2 separate regions of the Triticum aestivum genome follow, and region 1 is linked to region 2. Evidence: chromatin contacts called from public Hi-C data. All regions are on one chromosome and are shown on one strand. Each heading gives the region's core, a stretch centred on a gene start, on an enhancer-like site or on the middle of the called end of the contact. The rest is flanking DNA. Distances are from core to core; before and after follow the strand shown.

The links. A called contact is a pair of places that touch in the nucleus more often than the background predicts.
Region 1: a contact with region 2 is called in a Hi-C map of leaf, with 4 times the contacts expected there. The contact joins the promoter of LOC100037614 here to the promoter of LOC100037616 in region 2. A contact is called at or near these places in 2 of 5 Hi-C or Micro-C datasets (both in leaf).

The regions. Positions count from the first base shown.
Region 1 is chr5B:497,308,493-497,314,717 of IWGSC CS RefSeq v2.1, forward strand. It overlaps LOC100037614 (dehydration-responsive element-binding protein 1A), which reads right to left and starts at 4,947. Exons shown (of 1, transcript XM_044537556.1): 1 at 3,954-4,947. The coding sequence starts at 4,832. The coding sequence ends at 4,122.
Region 2 is chr5B:497,029,783-497,036,531 of IWGSC CS RefSeq v2.1, forward strand. It overlaps LOC100037616 (dehydration-responsive element-binding protein 1H), which reads right to left and starts at 3,513. Exons shown (of 1, transcript XM_044537553.1): 1 at 2,459-3,513. The coding sequence starts at 3,425. The coding sequence ends at 2,694.

The DNA.
Region 1 (6,225 bases), core at 3,697-6,196, 280 kb after region 2:
AACCGCTTCGCTAAACGCGCTGAGGCGGTATAATAAAAATGATTCAAGTAAAGGCTTGGTTGTGGTGTGACGCCATGCCACGAAATACGTCAGCAGATTGAACTTGTGTAAATATTATTCTCTCTACGATGGAATGTGGAATTTATTTTGCAGAGCCGGACACTATCCTGGTGTTCACAATCTTCTACAAACTATTTGTAGAAGGAACCTGCCTTGCAATGCCGAAGACAATATGCGCGCCGGACTCATCGTCATTGAAGCCTGGTTCAGGGGCTACTGAGGGAGTCCTGGACTAGGGGGTGTCCGGATAGCCGAACTATCATCATCGGCCGGACTCCAAGACTATGAAGATACAAGATTGAAGACTTCGTCCCGTGTCCGGATGGGACTTTCCTTGGCGTGGAAGGCAAGCTTGGCGATACGGATATGTAGATCTCCTACCATTGTAACCAACTCTGTGTAACCCTAGCCCTCTCCGGTGTCTATATAAACCGGATGGTTTTAGTCCGTAGGACAACAACAATAACAACAATGATACCATAGGCTAGCTTCTAGGGTTTAGCCTCCTTGATCTCGTGGTAGATCTACTCTTGTAATACCCACATCATCAATATCAATCAAGCAGGACGTAGGGTTTTACCTCCATCAAGAGGGCCCGAACCTGGGTAAAACATCGTGTCCCTTGTCTCCTGTTACCATCCGCCTAGACGCACAGTTCGGGACCCCCTACCCGAGATCCGCCGGTTTTGACACCGACACCTTCCCTCACCGCTCGCGGCAGGGACGCGCGGATACGTGCGATCTCCGCACGCCGTGATGCCCCGGTGGGTGGTGGTGGCACCGGCACCCCGCCGGCGCTGATCCTCCACGCCCCGGGCACCCGCATGTCCGGCGGGGCCGAGTACTCGGCCTCGAGAAGGAGGCGAGCCTCGTCCTCGTGAAGATGGCGGCGCCCGAAGCCATTCGCCGCCGCGCCGTCGCCTGGGAAACGCTCGGCCATTCTTCTGAACTAGAGACGGTGAGAGGAGGAAGGAGGAGAAATGGGCGCGTCGGCGGTGGAGTATCTGTGCGTGTCTCCGGCGCGCTGGTTGTCGGCTTATATAGGCGGAGGCGCCGCGTGGTAGGCTTGGCCGACGCGTTACGCGTGGCGGGAGGCGTGGCGGGCGAGGGGACGCGCGTCGCCCGGCCTTCACTGCGCCGCCCGTGAGGCATCAATGGAGGCTGACCGGCGCGGCAGCGCGCGCAGCTTTGGCATTGATTCGTCGCGGGAAACGAGAAGAGAAGAGAGTTGAGTCGCTGGCAAAGGGGGCCCGCGACTCTTCGCGTCAAAAACGATTCACCCGGCGTCCCCGAACGCCCCCAGCGCGTCGGGTTCGGGTTGGGTCCGCCGGCGCCAATTTCGGCCCGAGGCAGCGAAAATTGGGCCCTTCGAAACGCGACTAGGCCAATTTTTTGGCGCCGGCGACCGAAAAATCACCTGAGTGTCTTTGTTGGGAGCGCGGCTGGAGATGCTCTAAACCCCCATCCTGCCATCCATGCCCCTGGTTACGCAAAACCAGTGACCACCGCAGCGTGCCAGCCGTTTCCTTTGCCGCACACCCAGCCCGCCATGCGGATACGACGAGAATATACTCGTCACCGGCCCATTATCTTCCGGGGATAAGGATGGTCACGCGCGCCCACACGGCCCGGTTCCACGGTGACGCCCGCACGCGAGAGCGACGCGGCCACGCACACGCACGGAGCAGCAGAGCCGCAAATATCTTGGGGGCTGGAATACAAAAGTGATACTAGAATCGGACGGACGGACGGATCGCCTGTTTATTTATTCGCGGCCGCTGTTTGTTTTTGCCTCTGGGGTCGGGTGCGTGTGTGGTGCCGCGGCAGTCACGGTCACACAGCTTCCTCCTCTCCTCTCTCTGCTGCAGCGTTGTTTCACGGCTGTGTACAGCTACAGCCAGCCCTCCCTCATGTTGCTTCTTCACCGCGGAGCTTGCAGCATCAGTATTCAATTCGAGCCCCTCCTGGACTTTTGGAGAGATCTACACCACACACAACTGCGTGTGGAAATGGTTTACGTAATGATAAATATGTCAAAGCGAGTGAGGTTTTTACCGTCCGTCTTAGTACTGCTACTACCATACAGGTTTGACTGTGAATCCGTCGCCTGGGGTGAATTTAGCAGATGGGAGAAGTAATAATGGTCAGCAAGTGATTTAGTTACCAGCGAGTCAGCACCGCCCTCAGGCTCACCAAGTCACCAGCGAACAACTCGAAGGCGCTTTTGACTTTGACCTGGTTTATTTCTCCTACAAGCTCGAAATGGAAGTCATGATTCATGAAGGGTTGAAGGCTGATGAGAACGGATGTGGCCAAAACAGAACGACTCGACGCACTTCTTCAGGCAGCGTAGAGGCTTCGGTGTACAGTACTAATAAATATGTCAAAGCGAGCTAGCAGTACTTTTACTACTACAGCAGAAAAGGAGTAGTAGTAATACAGTACCAATTTGCATGACACTTAGGTGTGTACAATGGTTAATAAGTTAGTCTTATCTTAAGTTTTACATGTAAAATAGAGATGACAAAAAGACATGTCTACAATAAGTCATCACTTAGCTTTCTCTTCGATAATTAGTTGTTCCTAAAAACACGGTGAGACAAATTGTGCTAAGAGATCATCTGTTGTTTGCTACGTCCCTCGATAAAATCAAAACTTCATTGGAAATTCAGGACCAACTTAGGAAGGCATGGACTCATACTTTGTAAGGTCGAAGTCCACACATAAGAAAATAACTAGTGCCTAGGAATACCCCTTCTTCATTCATCCATTTAGGTAAGAATGGATCCAGGGAACCTGGCTCGGGAACAACCCTGGAAAAACACAGTAAGAGAGTTCAATCTCTGAAATATAGCATTTGATCTCCTAAGTAGTAGTAGTAGAAGGCTTAGTATCTGACTTGAGTAAGGAATTGTAGCATGGGCAGGCAATCTCTTCGATTGATTCCCCTCCAGGAATTACTTAAATTAATTAGCCGGCCCACGGAGTGAAATATCAAACTTAACCTATAAATAACTTGTATCTCAAAAACCAAATAAAAGGCATTCTTTTAAGCTTGTTAATGGAATTCCACGGGAGTCGATCGCTAGCAAAGAAGAATTGGAAATCAGTCGCTTCCCTTCTGGACTCAAGTTAGCAAAAGAGTGAACTTCATATTAATAGGTAAATCCTACATCAAGCGTAAAGGAAGTACACTTTTTTGATTCGGAGCTTAATAACTCGTACTTGACGTTGGTTTCGGTTCGATCAACTATCCTTTTTGAAGCGGATAGTTCACAGTGCTCATTCTCAAAAAGCGGAGAAGCCATGATGTTTTCACTCCATTTTCATTACGAAGATGTATTACGTCACGATCTGTTGCTCAAACTGAATCACGCCAATGTTATGGAAGTTCTTGGATTGTTTGATTAGTACCAAAAGCTGCCTCTGATTTCAGAATCCAATTTGAAAAAATGGCTATGGGGATTTTGTGCGGTCAAAGATTCATACAGACACAGAGGGGCCCCTATTTCCAAGCAGGAAAGCTTCTCTTAGATAAGAGAAGACACGTTTAAGATAGAACCATTGTACATGCCCTTAGTATTATAATACAAACTGCCAACTCATTTTTTGCGGGGTGGGTAGCATTGCTGGGTACAAAAACAGTTCCCCGTTTGCGGCACTAACGATGGAGTTTGATCTACACCGTCACATACCCATCCAACGGCTCACAGAATTTTGGTGGGGGCAAGGATTGTCACGTGCGCCGCCGATTGGCCAAAGCATTTCTCGACCAAAGCCATACGCAGTTTTCAGGGTTTTTTTTTCACGTTAGTTGAGCTGATGCCCAAAGATTCCCCGGTGCTCAGGCTGTGTTCTATACAGCGTGAAATCGCTGATTGTGGAAAGTCAAGAGTCAAAAACCAATAAGCCATGCTCTGTTTCCCCAATTCGCACCATCACATTACCAGAAACTGCAAGCAGTGACCCTACAGCGGCACCAAATTTTTGGCATCGATCGGAAGCCAAGACGACGGACAGAAAAGAAAGGTAAAATATTCGAACTGGCGCGAACTAGCTAGCTAGCTCTGGTAGCTCCAGAGTGGCACATCGACCTCGCCGTAATCGCCGAGCGCCGCGGCCATGGAAGAAGGCGGCGCCATCAGCATCGCCTGCGCCAGGCTCGCGTAGTACAGGTCCCAGCCCATGTCGCTCAGGACATCCAGCTCGAACGGCGAGTCCTCGGGCGGGGAAGAGGACGACTCGTCGTCGGTGAGGGAGGAGGGCGCGGACGACGAGGTGCCCGAGAGCGCGTCCTCCTCGGCGATCGCCTCCCGCCGCAGGAAGTCCTCGACGGCCTCCACGACGGCGTGGCGGACCTCGTCGAGGCTGCGGTACGAGGAGGCCGCCGGCACGGCGAGCAGCTCGGCGGAGTCGGCGAAGTTGAGGCAGCCCGCGCCCCCGGCGGAGAGCGCGATCATGGCGGCGTCGTTGGCGCGCGCGGCGGCCTCGGCGGTGTCGAAGGTGCCGAGCCAGAGCCTGCTCCCGCGCCTGCCGGGCACGCGCACCTCGCACACCCACCGCCCGGCATTGCCCCTGCGCCGCACGCCGCGGTATACCGGGTGCCGCGTCTCCCTGAACTTGGTCCGCCCCGCCGGCCGCTTCGCCGGCGCCGACGTCCACGCCGCCTGCTTCGCCTGCTGATGCTCCCGCGACGTGGAGGGCGAGTAGAAGTTCTCCCCGCTGCACGGCGAGCCGGACTCCCCGCTCATCTCCTTCTTGATCGGACACATCTTCTTCTTCCTTCGATGCTCTGTTCCTTGGCCGGCTTGGAGGTCCTGGGTGCTCTTGGGTTGATCGAGTGTGAAGTGGTTTTGGTCTGCGATGAGAAATTTGAGCGGGGTGGTTTCGGGAGCGCGTACTTATAGGTGGCGGTGGCTCGCGGCGGGAGGCAGGGGGCAAAGCGCGGCGAGTGAGCCAGCGGCTGAGAGGAGAGGACAGAGGACACAGGCTGGATACGGCCGGCGAAGGGGGGATGCACCGTACGAAGGCGCACGCAAGTGGGGGGCAAAGTGAGAGACTTCGAGAGTGACCCCAAGATTTCTTTTCTTTGTTATTATAATACAGCTTCGACCAGTACTACCTTCCTGCTTTCGCTTCGCCCCTGTTATCGTTTTCCGCCTAGCTCCTGCTCACTTGCGGCCTTGCGCCCTGTCCTGCGGCCGTTTTACTTTACCTCCTCGTCGTTGTTAATGGTTTTTTTTTTGAGCCGCAGTTTGCAAATTCGGGTTTTGGTTTAGCCGAGGGTATCTGGTGCCAGTGTGGTACGATTCCTTTTTGGATGGGGTCTAGATGGTCAGTGCTGTTTGACGTCCAATTCTTAACGTCGAAGCTCATCATCTCTTCGCCATCGGGGCTGCGGACCAAAAATCAGAATTCGCATTCGATGTTGGAGACCAAGAGTGGAAGCGGAGTTCTTGCTCCTAGGTGACGCACGTGGGGTGGGGGTTGTGGTGACCGACTTCAATTGTCATTTCTGACGTGGATGAGCAGACGCAAACCACGGAGCCCCTATCGCCGGTGTTGTCTTTTGTACTCCAGTTTAAACGTTTTTTTCACCTCGCCTGCAGTCCTTTTCTTGGAGAAAGGGGTAATTTATGTATGGTCTTAGAGCATCTACAGCCGAGCCCTCTAAATCAGCCTCAGACGTCCGGGTGGCACGTATGGTCATTGACCGGTCACAAAAATATGACCCAGACCGACGCCTCAAACGAGTCTCAAACACCCGGACTGTCCGGACCCCTCATATCCAATCCAACTACAGGACAGGTATGCGGATGCCCGGGCGCGCTCGCCACATCAGCCCAGCCCACCTCGCTCCTACTCCGGCGCCGTAAATATCCCTAATTCGGAAACCCTAGCTCACTCCGCTCTCGCTCCGTCTCTTCTTCTCCCCTCAGATTTCTTCGATTCGATCCATCCGACAGCTCCGGCGACCATGTTGAGCATCGACAGCCGCTTTGACTTCGACATCGACATAGACGAGGAGCTCGCCCTTCGCATTGCCCTCGAGAGGTCCAAGATGGACATGCGGGGCAGTTCCGGATCGGCCCCTTCGCCTCTCCCCCACCGACGCAGCGAGGACGCCAGCGTTGGCTCCTCCCAGCCTGCGCGCAGCTCCGCGCG
Region 2 (6,749 bases), core at 2,263-4,762:
AAGTCATTGGTTTTAGGTCACCTGACTTATAAGTCAGGTGACTTATTGAAACCAAACAGGCCCCAAGTCGGCCGGAGGTGGGAGCAACGTCATGCTTGGGATGGGCCGCTCCATGGACGACATACGCATCGTAGCTAGGAACACCATGATGAGCTGCTTATTCATGCTCATCCTGGAGTACTGTACTGACGAGGATAGTTGTGTTCGCCGGCGCCAGAGGACCGGGGCGCACACTCTGAAGCGTGCTACAGGCGTCGACGGTGTGCGTCGCGATGCAGGCCTCCATGGCGCATGGCAAGCTGTAGGCGTTGATGGTACGCGGCCTGACTGCGGTGTACGAATGTACGCCAGCCCCGCCGTCTACCGCCGACCAGCGCCGTCTCCGGAGCTGAATGTCGTGCAGGACACACCCGACAGCTCAACGTCGGGCGATGGGGCGAGCTCCTCCTGCCCAGATGGCCGCCTCTCCGACGTCCTCCCTATGCCCGGAACTTCATGCCTCTGGCAGACACCGTCGCCCCCGTGTATGCTATCCCGCCGCCCCCTTCCATAATGGACGCCGCGGCTCCTGATCTGCAAAATTAAGGACGGGAGAAGTTGGAGAAAGGAGAAAGCATGGACCGGCGCTCGCAACCGGCAGGAACAAAAGACGCGCAGAGTTTCACTCACCGCTCGGCCAACGCCAGTGTCCTCGCTCCGGTATCGCCATGGCTACATACGGCGGACATGGGGGGCCGGGGCAAGCTCCTCCTGCCCAAACGCTTTACGTTTTCTTACCTGCTGTCCTACCTGACCTATTGTCCTTGTGTCAGCGGATGCACCACACGTGCCGAGCCCGCATGGTAAAAAAGGTCCCCCTGACCCGCTGTCCTTGTGTCAGACATGCACCGCACGGGCCGAGCCTACCGAGCCAACTTGTCCACCACATTCATCTGGACATAATGATGTATGCTGCCTTTGTCACTTCTATCGTTTTTAATGCGCGCATCACCTCGCCCCGATGTGTGGCTGGATAATTGCGTCCAGATGCCGTTGCGTCCAGGACGTCCGTTCTCATATATACATGAGATTTCAAGAGGGAGGTGACCGTGATTCGGCCCAAGCCGTCCAAGGGCAGGGGTTGCACGCATCACTCCACGAAGGACAAAAAAGAGCATCATCCTCAAGACCATCACCATAACACCGAAGCAACATGGAAGAGAAGAAGGTGCCACACCGTCGTTTGACGCAGGCCCTAGACCGTGCGCAACGGCCATCACCGCCACCTCCATCTTGCTTGATTGCTACGTGTTTGTAAGTTTGAACATGATGTGGACTTAGCAAAACATTCACCTTTGTTTCGTTATCTCTATTCATGGATTAGCCTATGTTCGAGTGATTGGTTTGATTCTGGCTCAAGGAATGATATGACAAGAATGTTAGACAGTGGCATTAGGTTATTCCCTTGTTCATGCTCTTTTTGTGTTGCATGTAATGTTTGTGTTGGAAGACGTCCTTCCATATGATTTTGCGAGCACATTTCATGTACGAAGTAGATAAGACGTCCTTTCTTAGGGCATGTACACAAAGACTTTCCGGTTATCATCAACAAGATGATGACAACTTTGGTATGGCGACAGCGGTGGCTCATGTTTAACATAGACCGGCATCGACTAATCCCTTGTGAAAGTTACCTCCCTCTTTCCCATTTTATCTGGAATCCTTTGCACCCATCTCAATTAACAAAGTATCTGTTGTGAGTTGGGACGAGGATTTGGAGCTCTCGGGTGCTCTGCACCCCCATACGAACATTTCGTTCAAAAGAATACCGAGAAACTTGAAATTTTTTTTAGAATTTTGGGATATCAAATATGCGTTCCCGATCTATCCCCGTGTGAAATTTCGTGAAAAAATACCAAAAAATGTATTCATGATTTTTTTTCCTATGTACAGAAAAACACTGTTTGGATGTTTTTTTTGTTCGGACAGTATTTCCTTCGCCACGGATACGTTTTTCTAGTATTTATTGTACGAAATTTCACACGGGAGTAGATCAGGGACCCAAGTTTGGTATCCCAAAATTCAGATTTTTTTTGATACTTTTTACGATTAATTTTCGTATAGGGGTGTGGAGCACCCAAGAGCTCCTGTGTATTTTCCCTGTGAGTTGTCGTTTTTGTGTTCCTTTTTATTGTTTGGAACTGCTTGGACATTTCAGGAAGACAAGGACCGGCGTAGGAATAGTGACCGATCAGAGCATGTACAATGGTGCCATCTTAGGAGTGACACGTAGGATAAATGATGAGGTGGAGAAGAGAGAACTAGTAAGAAAAGGTTTGTCTTCTATTATTAAGAGAAGACAAGAGGTGATCTCTTAACACAATATGTCTCACCATGTTTTAAGAAATAGCTAGTTATTGAAGATAAGACTAAGAAATGTCCCATTGTAGATATATTTTTTTATCATCTCTAAATTAAATGCAAGACTTAAGATAAGACTATTTTATCAACCATTGTACATGCCCTCAGGTGGTAAAAGATTTTATACGGCTAAAATCGTTTAACAGTTGAGTGCTGAATTAGGAGCAGCTTCAATTTATTAGCTACGCACATAGCCTTTTCGTAAAAAAATGGAAAACTTTGTAACACGGGAAAAATACCTAGAGTCAAAACAAAAGCAGAATCAGCTGCCAACTGGGAATTATCGACACTAGCTAGCTCCAGAGCGCGACATCGGCTCCGCCGTCGCCGTTGTCCCAGTACGTGTCGGTGGTGGTCACCCGTGCCGGCGGGTCCACGAGCAGTGCCTCCGCGAGGCTCGCGTAGTACGAGCACAGGTCCATTTCCGGGAACAAGTCAAGCCCGAACATATCGGTGTCCACTGCGACCGGCACCTCGAACTCTCTATCGGCTGAAGGTTCCGACGTCTCCGACGAACCGGCACTGTCAGACTCAGACGACGATTCTTCAGGAGCGTCACAGGAGGCCTCTTCGGTGACGGTGGCGGTGAGGGAGCCGTTGCCAGCCTTTCGTCGCTGCAAGTTCGCCACGGCCTCGACCGCCGCGCGCCGGACGTCGCCGAGGTCGGAGAGTGCGGACGGCACGGCGAGCAACCACGCGGAGTCCGCGAAGTTGAGGCACGCGGCGGAGCGGCCGCCCAGGGCAAGCATGGCGGCGTCGTTCGCGCGCGCTGCGAGCTCAGCCGTGTCGTACGTCCCGAGCCAGAGCCTCGCGCCGCGCTTGCCGGGGACGCGCACCTCGCAGACCCAACGTTCGGCGTTGCCCCGGCGCCGCACGCCGCGGTACACCGGGTGCCGCGTCTCCCGGAACTTGGTGCGCCCCGCGGGGCGCTTGGCCAGCGACGCCCGCCCCGCCGCGTGCTCGGGCGAGGACGACACCGACGAGGAGGACGGGGAGGAGCTCGAGACCTCAAGGCCCATGTCCATGGCTACCGGCTGAGTGCTCGGTGATTGACTGGTGGATTCCTGCTTGAGCAGTCGAGCTTGGTGCTTGAGCTTACTGAGGCTGAGGAGTGTGAGATGCTTGTTGAGTTTGAGCGAGAGTGTGGGAGACTTATATATAGGTATGCGTGATGCTGGAGGTTGAAGTGTATCAACGCGCTTGGGACGGCGGTAGGGATGCGGTGTCCGGACAGCTGGTGACAAAGGGACCGTGGGGTGATAGCGTCGTGTGACTTTTCTTCTGGTGGGCGTGTGGGGGCTTTTGGCTTTGCAGTGTGTTAAACAAAAACAGGCAACTTCCTGCTGGCTTAACAGTGTTGATGCAGCGGTGATTGCCTTGCCTGATTGGTCCGCGGGCTGATCGGCCGCAAAGAGAAGACAGCAATCACTGCTGAATGGGGTCGTCTGGTTCCCCAGGTCTACGGAGGCCGAAGGCAGAAAGGCTGCCCACTATGGTGTACAGTTTATGAGAAAATACGCAGGAGCTCCTGGGTGCTCCACGCCCCTATACAAAAATTAATCGTAAAAAATACCTAAAAAACTGAAATTTAGGGATATCAAACCTGGGTTCCCAATCTTTCCATGTGAAATCTCGTGAAAAATTTGTCAAAAACGTATCCGTGACGAAGGAAATAGTGTCCGAACAAAAATCTACGCAAACATTTTTTTCTATACATAGAAATTTTTTGTCTTTTTTGCCACGAATATGTTTCCTGTATTTTTCATGAAATTTCACACGGGAGTAGATCGGGAACCCACGTTTGATATCCCAAAATCTTAGATTTTTTTTTCAAATTTCTCGGTATTGTTTTTTGAATGAATTGTTCGTATAGGGTGCGGAGCACCCGAGTGCTAAAAATCCTCGTCCGTATTGTATGATATTACCTACGTAATGTATAGTACCATAAGAGCAAATCCAACACGCCGACTCAAATGGACGCACGCTTTGTCCGCTTTTCGTCTGTTTGGGTCGGCGGCGCGGACATGTTTGTCTGCTTTTCCATTTGGGTCAGCCGGTGTGCCCAACGGCAGTCATAACCATTTTTTACATGTTCGCCCGGCATTTTGTCAAACACATAGCAGGCAGGGGAGCTCGCAGCGGCTGGGGCGGGGAGGCGATAGCTGCAGGAGCACCGGCCGGACGTGGGAGGCGAGGCCGGCGGTCGAGCTCGAACCCCTGCCTCTTAGACGTAGAGGCAATAATAAAGTTGTTATTTTATATTTCCTTATTCATGATAAATGTTTATTATTCATGCTAGAATTGTATTAACCGGAAACATAATACATGTGTGGATACATAGACAAAACACCGTGTCCCTAGTAAGCCTCTAGTAGACTAGCTCGTTAATCAAAGATGGTTAAGTTTCCTAACCATAGACATGTGTTGTCATTTGATGAACGGGATCACATCATTATAGAACGATGTGATGGACAAGACCCATCCGTTAGCTTAGCATAATGATCGTTCAGTTTTATTGCTATTGCTTTCTTCATGTCAAATATATATTCCTGTGACTATGAGATTATGCAACTCCTGGATACCGGAGAAATGCCTTGTGTGCTATCAAACGTCACAACGTAACTGGGTGATTATAAAGATGCTCGACAGGTATCTCCGAAGATGTTTGTTGGGTTGGCATAGATCAAGATTAGGATTTGTCACTCCGAGTATCGGAGAGGTATCTCTGGGCCCTCTTAGTAATGCACATCATAAGAAGCCTTGCAAGCAAAGTGACTAATGAGTTAGTTGCAGGATGATGCATTACAGATCGAGTAAAGAGACTTGCCGGTAACAAGATTGAACTAGATATGAAGATACCGACGATCAAATCTCGGGCAAGTAACATACCGCTGAGAAAGGGAATAACGTATGTTGTCATAACGGTTCGACCGATAAAGATCTTCGGAGAATATCTATGAGCCAATATGAGCATCCAGGTTCCACTATTGGCTATTGACCGGAGAGGTGTCTCGATCATGTCTACATAGTTCTCGATCCCGTAGGGTCCGCACGTTTAACGTTCGATGACGATTTTGTATTATATGAATTATGTGATTTGGTGACCGAATGTTGTTCGGAGTCCCAGATGAGATCACGGACATGAAGAGGAATCTCAAAATGGTCGAGAGGTAAATACTGATATGTAGGACGATAGTACTCGGGCACCGGAAGTGTTTTGGAGGGTACCAGGTACATATCGGGTCACTGAAGGGGTTCCGGGCACCCCCCCCCCCCCGGCAAAGATTTGGGCCTAATGGGCCAAGAGGGGAAACGTAGCAGCCAGCAAGGGCTGCTGCGCCCCCCATATGGGCGAACCAGAGGAGGAAGGAAAGAGAGGGAAGAGAGAAGGAAGGGGCCTTCCCTCATCTCTCCTCCTTCCTCGCCCCTCTAGAAAATATGGTAAGGGGGCCGAATTGGACTAGGCCCCCAAGTAGGATTCCTCCTACTTGGGGCACCCCAAGGTTGTTCCCTCCCCCTCCCACCTATATATACGTGGGGAGGGGCACCTAGAACACACACCAACATCTGTTAGCCGTGTGCGGCGCCCCCCTCCACAGATTACACCCTCGGTCATATGTTCATAGTGCTTAGGCGAAGCCCTGCACAGATAACTTCACCATCACCGTCACCACGCCGTCGTATTGACGGAATTCATCTACTTCCTCGACACTCTGCTGGATCAAGAGTTTGAGGGACGTCATCGAGCTGAACGTGGGCTGACCTCGGAGGTGTTGTACGTTCGGTACTTGTTCGGTCGGAACGAGAAGAAGTTTGACTATATCAACCGTGTTGTCAAACGCTTCCGCTTTCGGTCTACGAGGGTACGTAGACACACTCTCCCCCTCTCATTGCTATGCATCTCCTAGATAGACCTTGCGTGAGCGTAGGATTTTTTTTGAAATTGGACGCTACATTTCCTAACAGCATGCACAATGCTTCTTATGATTCGCTCATTATGACCAGCCAAAGGGGCACCAATTAGTAGATGAACAGCCATGGTGTCTTGAGTATTCCAGCAATCCATGTATAGGGCAACTCCAACGCGGCCTATCATTTTTTTTTGAAATATCCAGATTCCACAGGCTTTTCATTTATTTAGCAGAAGGGAGGTTACAAAAAGATAATAAGTGATCAGTACATGGAGGCTTGGGGGGGATCCCTCCCTGGTGTGTTAAAGATAGATCTCTCTCACGTAATTTCCCTGAAGAGGGTCTCGATGCACTTTGCCCCTACTAGTCTCCATTGCTCCATGTCTCTTCGGCATGCGTCCATCACGTCGTTGACGCATGGCCTCTTCCGTCTAAAGG